Linked DNA regions of Sus scrofa: all the other regions are linked to region 1. A link is a contact called in public Hi-C and HiChIP or PLAC-seq data. All regions are on one chromosome and are shown on one strand. Each heading gives the region's core, a stretch centred on a gene start, on an enhancer-like site or on the middle of the called end of the contact. The rest is flanking DNA. Distances are from core to core; before and after follow the strand shown.

Region 1 (3,140 bases), core at 369-2,868:
CCTGTTTTTAAAACTGTACATGATTTACACTTTTTATGCTCCAAACTGGCTTTGAGACCAATGGTCTGAATTGAAATATTTTATTATAAATTTATAATGAGTTTTGATATAAGGCTTTCTGATCGTACAACAGGTTTCTGAAAGCAGTATTATGTGAGCTATAATCATAGTAATGGACAACAAACTGTTAAGTACGATAACAGGAAACACTGCCTTACCTAATATCAACCCTTTAGATAATAGAGATTGATTATTAACAGCTCCGACATCCCAGGAGGTTTCAGAGAGTGGGAAAAGTGGTAAGCCTGGACTTAAGGGCATTTAGGAAATAACTTGAAGTCACAGCCTTTTTGAATGGCACAATGAGGCTAATATGCCGTTTAAAATCTAATTAATTCAGCATTCTAGAATCAAATGTAACGATACCTTGTTACTGTTAACTCTAATTCAAGAGGCTCTATAGATGTAAAGTATGACAGGCACTATAGAGCCACGAAAATTCGTATTCCTTCCTCAATTTTACAGACGAAGCACACGTTTTAAAAAGGCAAAAAGCGAAACGGATTCTAAAAGCTTGGGGGTGGGGGGCAAAAAGCCTTTGGAGTCGAAAGACACGAATCCCACCCTGCCGCAAATATAATTTTGACTAGGGGTTACTGTCTTCATACTTCAAGCGAAATCTAGATTACTTTTAAAAATGCTCCCCTAAATACAGTAAGAAAACTTGAACGTGCAATTTGGACTGTATTAAAGGGTTGAGGGGGCTTGGGGGTAGTGAGAAAAGAGTTTCCATCGAAGAAGCTTATTTCTAGGGTAAAAAAAAAAAAAAAAAAAAAAAAAAAAGGCAGCCAAAAGATTATTCTGATTAAATGCTAGGTTGGAAAGGAAACTTAATTTGTCCTTTACGTCCCCGTAACTCCTGTATTCCTGTGGGAGGGCAAACCGGAGAAACCCCTTCTCAAAGACTTCGCCAAAATGCGCACTTTCATCGCAAAAGGCTCGGGCCCTCCCACTCTTCCTCCTTCAACCTCAAATGCGTTTAAAGCACTGAGAAGGAAGAGGGGTGAGAAAGAGGGGGGACCCTAACAGCTGCCAACGGTTGGCTCCGATTGCGCCCTTTCTCTCTACAGTTAATTTCTGCGCGAGGTGCTCCGTTTGAAGTCTTTCTCCATGTGTGCATCCAGAGGTGGAGAACGGGGGAAGATGAGCCCTGCTACCACCCAGGGGGAAGAGAAGAGGAGGGAAAGGAAGAAAGGAAGGGGGGCGCCGATTACCCGCGGGGCCCTCCCACGTCCACACCCGGGGCGGGCAGGGCCCGCGCATCCCGCTCCCTTGCCACCTTCTCCAGGGCGCCGCCAGGCCAGACAGGGTGCAGCCCACACACCCGCCCGGGCGCCGCGGGGCTGCCGCGGGGGCGGTTAGACACTAGCCGCAGAACCAAGAGCGAGTGACCACTCACCGCAGTACGCCGAGCCCAGCAGCACCACCACCACCAAGGGCCACATCTCCGCGTCCGCCGCGGGGCTGCCGCCGCCGCCTCAGGTGTCTGGAGCAGGCACCGCCGCCGTCACAGAGAGGACCCGCCGCCTCCTCCCGTCAAAGGCAGGACCCGGTGCCCGGGCTGCCTGGGCGCGCGCACGCGCGCTCCCGCCACTCCACGCCCGCTCCCCGGCTCGCGCGCGGCGCACGCGCACTCAGCTTCGCCCCCGCCCGGCTGCCGCGGCTGTTGACGCGGCGCCCTTCCGACTATCCGCTTCAAGTCCTGGCTCCCGCCTGCTCCTCGCCAGTGGCGCGCGCAGGACGGCCGGGTCACGCCCCGTTTTCCCCGTACCGGTCCCCTATTGGAGGCTGAGCGTATATTCTCAGGCTCACGCGGGGATCTCATTGCGCCCGCATCCCTGTCCGTTGTTCCCTTTTTTCCTCTCGTAGCGCCCGCCCCCCGCCCCCTGGCGCCCTCCTTCCCCTCGTCCTGTCCTGCTTTCACTTCCACTCTCACACTTCAGGAACCCGCCCAGGTGCTGTTTACCCAGACTTAGGAGCCTCGGCCCCCGTAGGAGCCCCTGATCTCTCTTTACCGGGCGTCCGACGTCCTCCCGCGCGCTTCGACCTCGACGCCTATACGCCTCTCGCCTCTGCCCATTTCCCCTGAGCTCCAAGGCCTGCCACAGAAAGCACACACCGCCGGGGGACGGCTCTATGCTTCCCACGCGGGCGAGGGCGCCACTCCGAGGGCAGGATGACGGTGGGTGCCTGGCCGCCGGGAACTTCCAGTTGCTGCTCCTGGGCTCCAGCTCTCTCCTCGGTTCTGCCCCCGTCTGCTTTTGTTTTCCTGGCGGATCTTTGGTTCTGTTTTTGACTATCTTTTTTACTCTCTTTTTGGCCTTGTTTGGTAGTGTTTTCAACCTTTAAACAGGATTACTCAAGCTCCACCAGTGATGGTAAACACTTTGAGATGTGGTTAATGCCGAAACCCCAGGGGAAATCAAGCATGGTCTAAAATGTTAGCAGGTGTATCCAAGACGTTCTTTCCTGCAATGTCATGGAGCCGGGTTTGTGACCTCACCATGTGCACTCCTCTGCACTGTTTGCGTTTAGCTTGCTTGAAAAAATGGGTTCAAAGTGTGGCTCCAAGTCGCAATATGGACAAGGCCTTTGAGTATCTCACCGAATCAGACACCGCATTCTGAAGCAAAAGCCCTTTAACATTTATCCGAAATGATGAAAACTTGTCAAAAAGTCATGCTCTGGTGGCTGCTCTAATGGGGTGCATATCCTCCCTGCTCCCTTGGTTGTTTTTCTCTTATCTGCTAGGGGAAAAAAAGCAATATTCTATTCCTCCAAATCCTCTATCCATGGCGTCTCCTCCATTGCATCCTATAGTGATAAAATGCAGGAAATAAAATTGCCACTCTGACCCTCTGTAAGAGTGTGTATATACTGTATGTATTATACAACTCTTCCTTGTAATTGTGTGTGTGTGTAAACATCTTCCCTACAGCATTATTCTTTAAAATCAGAGTATTTTAAGTATTCCCTTCTTTAAGACTTCCTGTTCAACTGAGCAAACAGAAGGGGTTTAATAAACGTGTTGATGTGACTTGAGGCAAGCGTTGCTCCAGTGAAATCTGATTGTTTTTTAA
Region 2 (3,140 bases), core at 333-2,832, 120 kb before region 1:
ATGGCATATGGAGGTTCCCAGGCTAGGAGTCGAATTGGAGATACAGCTGCCAGCCTACACCACAGCCACGCCAGATCCAAGCCTGTCTATGACCTACACCACAGCTCACGGCAACGCCGGATCCTTAACCCACTGAGTGAAGCCAGGGATTGAACCCAAAATCTCATGGTTCCTAGTCGGATTTGTTTCCACCACGCCAGGATGGGAGCTCCATGAGCCTTCTCTTGACTACTCAAAACTGCTGCCTTCTTTGATCTACAACTGTGTGTTCTGTCTGCTTTGCTCACTGAGGCCATTATTCTGTGATGTCAGTTCCAGGAGAAAAGGGACGATGAATTAGAGGCACCAGCAAGGAAGGTCACTTGCAAGTTACCAAGACAAGATCCTGAAGAGTGGCATCTGACCCAGAGAGTTGGAGTACTGCTAACCAGACTCTCTCAGCACCCTGTGTAAGTCAGGATACTCATTATAAAAAAGACGAGGCCAAGCACATAAGCAGAACACGAGGGCCCCCTATCCTGGGTCCTTCGCCCCCTCCATCAAATGTCAGGAAAGCTTAATTGGTCATTAGGAGGCTGACTAAAACTTTCAGCAGAAGGAAAATAGCCTTGTGGACTATTTAATATGGGTTACAGTGAGAACTAGTTACACCCCCTTGCTCCCTAGCAGGAATGGAGACCCTACTGACCAGATACTCCGGCCCCTAAATTCAGTGTCTCTCTATTGTATATTGTCATCAACAGTGAAAATACCTGCTTCTCTTTTTACCCATTTTTCTAAGCTCACAAGACTTAGTTTTTCCCTTCTGTGACTCATTAATTTTATCCTTTTATTCAAGAAATATTTGTTGAACATGATTTACCATGTGCCAAGTTCTAGGAATGTAAAAGTGAACAATACCCTGGATACTTCCACACCACTGGCTTTACCACAAACAAGTTTCGATAAAAATCTAAAAACCCTTCTTTCTTTTTAAGGTGACTTTGGTATATTTAATCTGATCCATTTAGGCCTTAATACCAGAATTCTGTGTAGCACTATTACCTGACTTTCCTGAATAGCTTATTGCTTCAGCAGTATCTTAACTTCCCAGAAGGCCTAGAATAACTGAGTATTTCTCACATATCCCTTATAGTGTGTAGGGTATGCCGTGCACACAGCAGGAATGAAATATTTGCCTCTTTAAAGAGATACCATGTTTCCTACTAGCCATAAGGGAAGAAGGGAGGCAGTTTTACTTAGTTTTACTTCAGAAATTCCCCAACCAATGGACCACATAGTAAACCCAGCCAGCAGACATGTTTTATTTGGTCTACTCACTGCTGTTTTTTTTTTTAATTGAGCCAACGTTTGAAAAATTGAGATCTTTCATACACACACACACACACACACACACACACACACACACACCCTAGAATTCCAAGCGCCTTTGGATATTCAGCTTCCTTTGAAAAATTGGAAGACCTGCAACTCTTGGCTTCATACCCACTGAGCAAAAGCGCTGGCCTGAAAGTACATAGAACATTCAGATCAGCCGTCCCACTAGGCCGCAGTCCCTGTCACTCTGTGTTTCATCACACTTGGCCTGTCTCACTTGCATAACAGCCGAATCCTGAGGCCTTTGAATCCGTGACCTCTGTTTTACATGAAGCTGGAATATTGGGAAAGGGGAGAGGAAATAGCCCCCTCTACCCACTGAAAGAGAACAACTCTGTGCCAAGCCCGAGTTTCCTGGCGCTCCGGAGATGAGAAGAGACTGGCCGCCAGGCCTGTACCTTGGCTCTCGGCCTTCTTTCCCATTGGTCTTCTCTGGAATGTGGGTGCTTCCTGCTGGGGCGCCTACTGGGGCTCCAAATGGCCGTCTCATTGAATCCAAGCTCTCTGCCTCTGAAGCCCTTCTCCAGCACAGGCTGGACCCAACCTCAGCAGTGTTTTGGCTCCATGCTAACTGACACGACTACCCTCTAATCCTGCCAAGGCAATCTGCTAGCCTTGCTGTCCCCTCCCCTATGCGTGTCTTTCACATTCACTCTTCAGGCATTAGGGAGTGGAAGAGTGATTGGAAGAAAGGGAAAAAAAAAGGGGAGGAAAAAAGAGGAAGGAAGAGAGAAAGAGAGGAAACATTTGGAGAGGGAGTTTTATATATTCCATTCTATTTCGTCTCAAATCCTGTCCACAAAGATTTTAGTGGTGTGTGGGTGCACTTGTGTTCGTATATGGTGTGTACATGCTGTGTATGTGTGTGTGCAAATAGCTCTGCAACTATTATTCACGCTAGAAAACAAAAAGTAATACGAATATTGAACTTGTAACACAAATGACAGCCATTGTGCAAGAGCAAGCTGCTTTCCTGTCAAGACACCAAGTGTGTGAGAGCCTACATGGGTGCATATAGGAATATTCACGCACATGTGCTCATACATGCATAGGCATTTCTCTTTTTTTATATTAAAAATTAACTGCTTGCTTGTGTAGAAAACTTGGAGATAAAATTGGAAAAAAGAAAGGACTAAAACTTGAACATAATCTTATCACTCAAAGTTAGTTTTTAATCTATTTTCTCTTTCTATGCATAATACATATTTTATATAGCTGAGTTTATATTGCATATAAAGTTTACTAGCTTGTTTTTCCCCCTCTTAAAATTATGTCATAGACATATACCAATGATATAAAATACTCTTTATAACTATCATTTTAATAGTTCCATTACATCCATAGTATGGATTTTCATAAGTTACCTAACCAAGCTCTAATTTTTGAGCATCTGAACTGTTAGGAATTTTTCACCTTTTATAAGTAACATGATAATAAACATCTTCACTCATGGATCTTTGCATTAATTATTATTTGTTTAGGCTGTTTCAAAAAAAGGGAATAACTAGATAAAGAGTAAAAGGGCCTTTAAAATTCTTTTTTTTTTTTTTTTTTGGTCTTTTTAGGGCTGCACCTGTGGCATATGGAGGTTTCCAGGCTAGGGGGCCAATCAGAGCTGTAGATGAGGGCCTAAATCAGAGCCACAGCAATGTGGGATCCAAGCCCCGTCTTCGACCTACACCACAGCTCATGGCAATGCCGGATCCTTAACCCACTGAGTGAAGCCAGGGATCAAACCCACATCCTCCTGGATGCTAATTGGG
Region 3 (3,140 bases), core at 161-2,660, 98 kb before region 1:
CCAACTAACTTACTGCCCTTTCTGGCTTCTTTCCAGATCTTATTTCACTAAAAAGCCCCTTCGGTACTTTCTTCTCAATTTCTGAATGGAGTCATGGGATCGCCTTGCATGGGATTGGATTTAAACTTCCGGTTTCCTTCCTCCTAGTTCTCTCCCCCTGGCGGCCCCCACCCCTATATTTACTGCATTTTCACTTCACTATCTTTCCAGGCTGATGTTAGTGATGACAACTCAATGACATTCCTCTGGCCCAGGAAGAAAGGGGGTGATTAGTCTTGATTCCCATGCAGAATTGGGGAGAAGGGTTTTCGAGCTCGGAAACCTCAGTGGGAAGGTGACCAGGGCACTCAGCTGTCTCCACCTGGAGCAGATGCCTGGATTTACTCACCCCTACCCTCAGGCGGCTGGGGGTCGATCCCGCGAGAGGTGAACTTAACAGGTTTGTCCTCCAAGTTGGCTCCAGATCTGAGGTAGAGGTTCCTCGCAGCTCAGTTCACCACTTGGTCTCATTCCTTTTATCCTGGGAGCCTGGCCTTCTGAGTTTCATCCATCATCTAAATGCCATCTGAAGAGCTTCTGTTTGTTCAGCATGTCCAGTTTTGCATAACTTCCCACACCGAGTCTTATTTGATTCTGAAAACAAACCAGTGACGCAGCTGGCTGGCTGTCTCCAAACTCATGGCATGGATTAAGAGGCTGGGGTGATAAGACTTGGCCCAAGTCACTAGCCTGGACAGGCAAGGCTGAGAGCCCAGTGCTGGAACTCCGTGACGGAGTCAGCTTGCTTTCTGCTCCTGATCTCTTATTCTTTATCTCCTCTCTTTTTTATTCTTTCTCTTTTCATCTTCTCTATGCCCCTGACTCAGTTCCTTACTATTTATCTTCTTCTCTATTCTAATTATTTCTGCCAAGCTCCTAGACCTGGATTTCCACACCAGCTTTACTGCTATAAACTGTGTGACCTTGGACGCATTTATTAACTTCTCTGCGCTTCTGTACCCTCAGGTGAACTCAGGGATAATAGTAACTTCCTTCTACGCAGGGCTATGGTGGAAGTTTAATAAGATTATGTGTGTGTGTGTGTGTGTGTGTGTGTGTGTGTAGAGAGAGAGAGAGAAGACAGGAAGGAAGGAAAGAAGCAGAAAAGAAAAGTCTCTGGCTCTTGGCAGTCAGCAGACCTTTTCTCCCTCCACTTTTTTATTACTGTGGACACATGGCTAAGACTGTACACTTTTGTCGCCCATTCACCTGTGTCATCCTTATCACAGAACTGTTGGATTTAATTTATCAGGAGACCCTGGCTGTGCCTCTGAGCCATGGCCAAATAAGAAGGGCCTGATGGATGTGGCTGGCATGATTAACGCAGCCTGTCTCTAGAGCTCTGAGAGTGGCAAGTGACGCATCGCCCCGACTCCACTTCTAATTCTGGGTTGTCATACCTAGCAGTTTGGCCAAGCAGAGTCCCCGTGTCCACAGCACAGTGTCTGGCTGCAAGCCCTGGATTTCCTGGGTCACAAAAATGGAGTGTCTGAATGGAAAAGGAAAATAACAGAGGGCAATGCTACTTAACCAGAGCAGGGTGTGAGCACACTTATCCCTCCAACTTATTTCATCCCTGACACAGTGTCAGCCAGACAAAGTGCAGTAAAGGCCCACCTTTGCAGGTATGGCCCCCCCCCTTTCTGCCGTGCCATTATCTGGTGCTTTCCCAGGGAGAAATTCATCTTCAGGACAGCACGCCTAGCAATGGAAGTGTCCGGAAGAGCGATGTGTCTCACTTTCAGACGTTCTGGTTGCTGACCTTCACCCATCTTCTGCAAATGAGAAAGCATTGTTTGCAAAGCCAGGCACTTAACCTCCTTCTATTCTGCAGCCAGCCAGCAGCCTTAGCACTAGGAAGTTAAAACAGAAAGAAACTTGGGTTGTATCATGGTTACCTGCTAAAGGTACGATTTTCTTCCCCTACCGACATGTCTTAAACATTTCTGTCCAAGGCTGGAAATGCATCTTGAGGCCAGACACTCACTGATTCCGTTTGTGGGGAGAGCAACAATGAATGTGTCTTATTTTTGCCAAACCAGTTATCTATTTCTTAAACAATGCTTCTGGAACCGTAATCTCAGGAATGGGGAAGCTGGGGTCCTGCTCTGCTTCCTATCTCAGCCTAGCACTGGAATTGGAGAAAACCCCGGATTTCCTATTCAAAATTATACACTTGGAGGATGTTTCTCTTGGCTTCAACTATAAAGATGGATGCCCAGTGCTGATCTTTGGCAAAACAGAGAAGTATGAATTTTTTTTTTCCCCTCAAACATTCCAAATATTCCTCTTAAACACTCTTCTCTTTATCTCTCTCTGCATTCCCCAAGAGTTTTTTTTCTCCCTGTACTGTATCCTCATGTGAGCTCTGGAGGATATGAGACATATTTTCTGTATATGTAAGTGGTTGAAAATATCTAGAAGAGTGCTTCACAACTTTAAAGTGTGTGCGAGGAGTTCCTGTTGTGGAGCAGCAGAAATGAACCCGATTCATATCCATGAGGATGTGCGTTTGATCCCCGGCCTTGGTCAGAGGTCCCTGGTGTTGCCTTGAGCTGTGGTGTAGGTCACAGACTCGGCTAGGATCCCAAGTTGCTGGCATAGGCTGGCAGCTACAGCTCCGATTGGATCCCTAGCCTGGGAACCTCCATATGCTGTGGGTGCAGGCCTAAAAAGCAAAAAATAAAATAAAATAAAATAAAAATAAAATTAAATAATAGTAAAGAGTGTGTGAGTCTCCTACAGTGCTAAGGTGCATACCCTGGTTTGGCAGCCCCAGAGTAGGGGCTGAGATCCTGCTTTTCTTTCTTTTTTTCTTTTTTGTCTTTTTAGGGTCGAACCAATGGCATATGGAGGATCCCAGGCTAGGGGTCCAATCGGAGCTATAGCTGTCAGCCTATGCTGTAGCCACAGCAATACCATATCTGAGCCGGGTCTGTCTGCAACCTACACCACAGCTCATGGCAACCCTGGATCCTTAACCCACTGAGCGAGGCCAGGGATTGAACCCCAACCTCATGGTTCTAGTCAAATTTGTTTCCACTGTGCCATGACGGGAACTCGGAAATCCTGCTTTTCTGATCAGCTCCCAGGTGACACCA

The links. Hi-C and Micro-C count contacts between places; a contact is called where the count stands out from the background. HiChIP or PLAC-seq counts read pairs in DNA pulled down with a chosen protein or histone mark.
Region 2: a contact with region 1 is called in an H3K27ac HiChIP or PLAC-seq map of alveolar macrophages. The contact joins the enhancer-like site here to the promoter of CD47 in region 1. A contact is called at or near these places in 1 of 5 promoter capture datasets (liver), 9 of 47 Hi-C or Micro-C datasets (blood, embryonic fibroblasts, fibroblasts and 4 more) and 1 of 2 datasets of contacts at active chromatin or transcription factors (alveolar macrophages).
Region 3: a contact with region 1 is called in a Hi-C map of heart right ventricle, with 4 times the contacts expected there. The contact joins the enhancer-like site here to the promoter of CD47 in region 1. A contact is called at or near these places in 2 of 5 promoter capture datasets (fetal skeletal muscle and liver), 3 of 47 Hi-C or Micro-C datasets (blood, embryonic fibroblasts and heart right ventricle) and 1 of 2 datasets of contacts at active chromatin or transcription factors (alveolar macrophages).

What each region holds. Positions count from the first base shown.
Region 1 is chr13:151,427,889-151,431,028 of Sscrofa11.1, reverse strand. It overlaps CD47 (CD47 molecule), which reads right to left and starts at 1,618. Exons shown (of 9, transcript NM_213982.1): 1 at 1,460-1,618. The coding sequence starts at 1,505. It overlaps LOC106505814 (a long non-coding RNA gene), which reads left to right and starts at 2,153. Exons shown (of 3, transcript XR_002337926.1): 1 at 2,153-2,242.
Region 2 is chr13:151,547,948-151,551,087 of Sscrofa11.1, reverse strand. The region is part of intron 2 of LOC106505815 (a long non-coding RNA gene); the gene reads right to left. LOC106505816 (a long non-coding RNA gene) reads left to right here. Exons shown (of 3, transcript XR_001300590.2): 2 at 313-449. Among named protein-coding and RNA genes, the nearest start is that of CD47, 120 kb to the right of the region's middle. Within about 2 kb of position 1,582, at least 16 of the 83 cell types and tissues checked have an H3K27ac peak or open chromatin away from gene starts, as enhancers often do. A contact at or near this core is called in alveolar macrophages, liver, mesenteric adipose tissue and 2 more, where this site is marked.
Region 3 is chr13:151,525,986-151,529,125 of Sscrofa11.1, reverse strand. No RefSeq gene overlaps it. Among named protein-coding and RNA genes, the nearest start is that of CD47, 98 kb to the right of the region's middle. Within about 2 kb of position 1,410, at least 3 of the 83 cell types and tissues checked have an H3K27ac peak or open chromatin away from gene starts, as enhancers often do.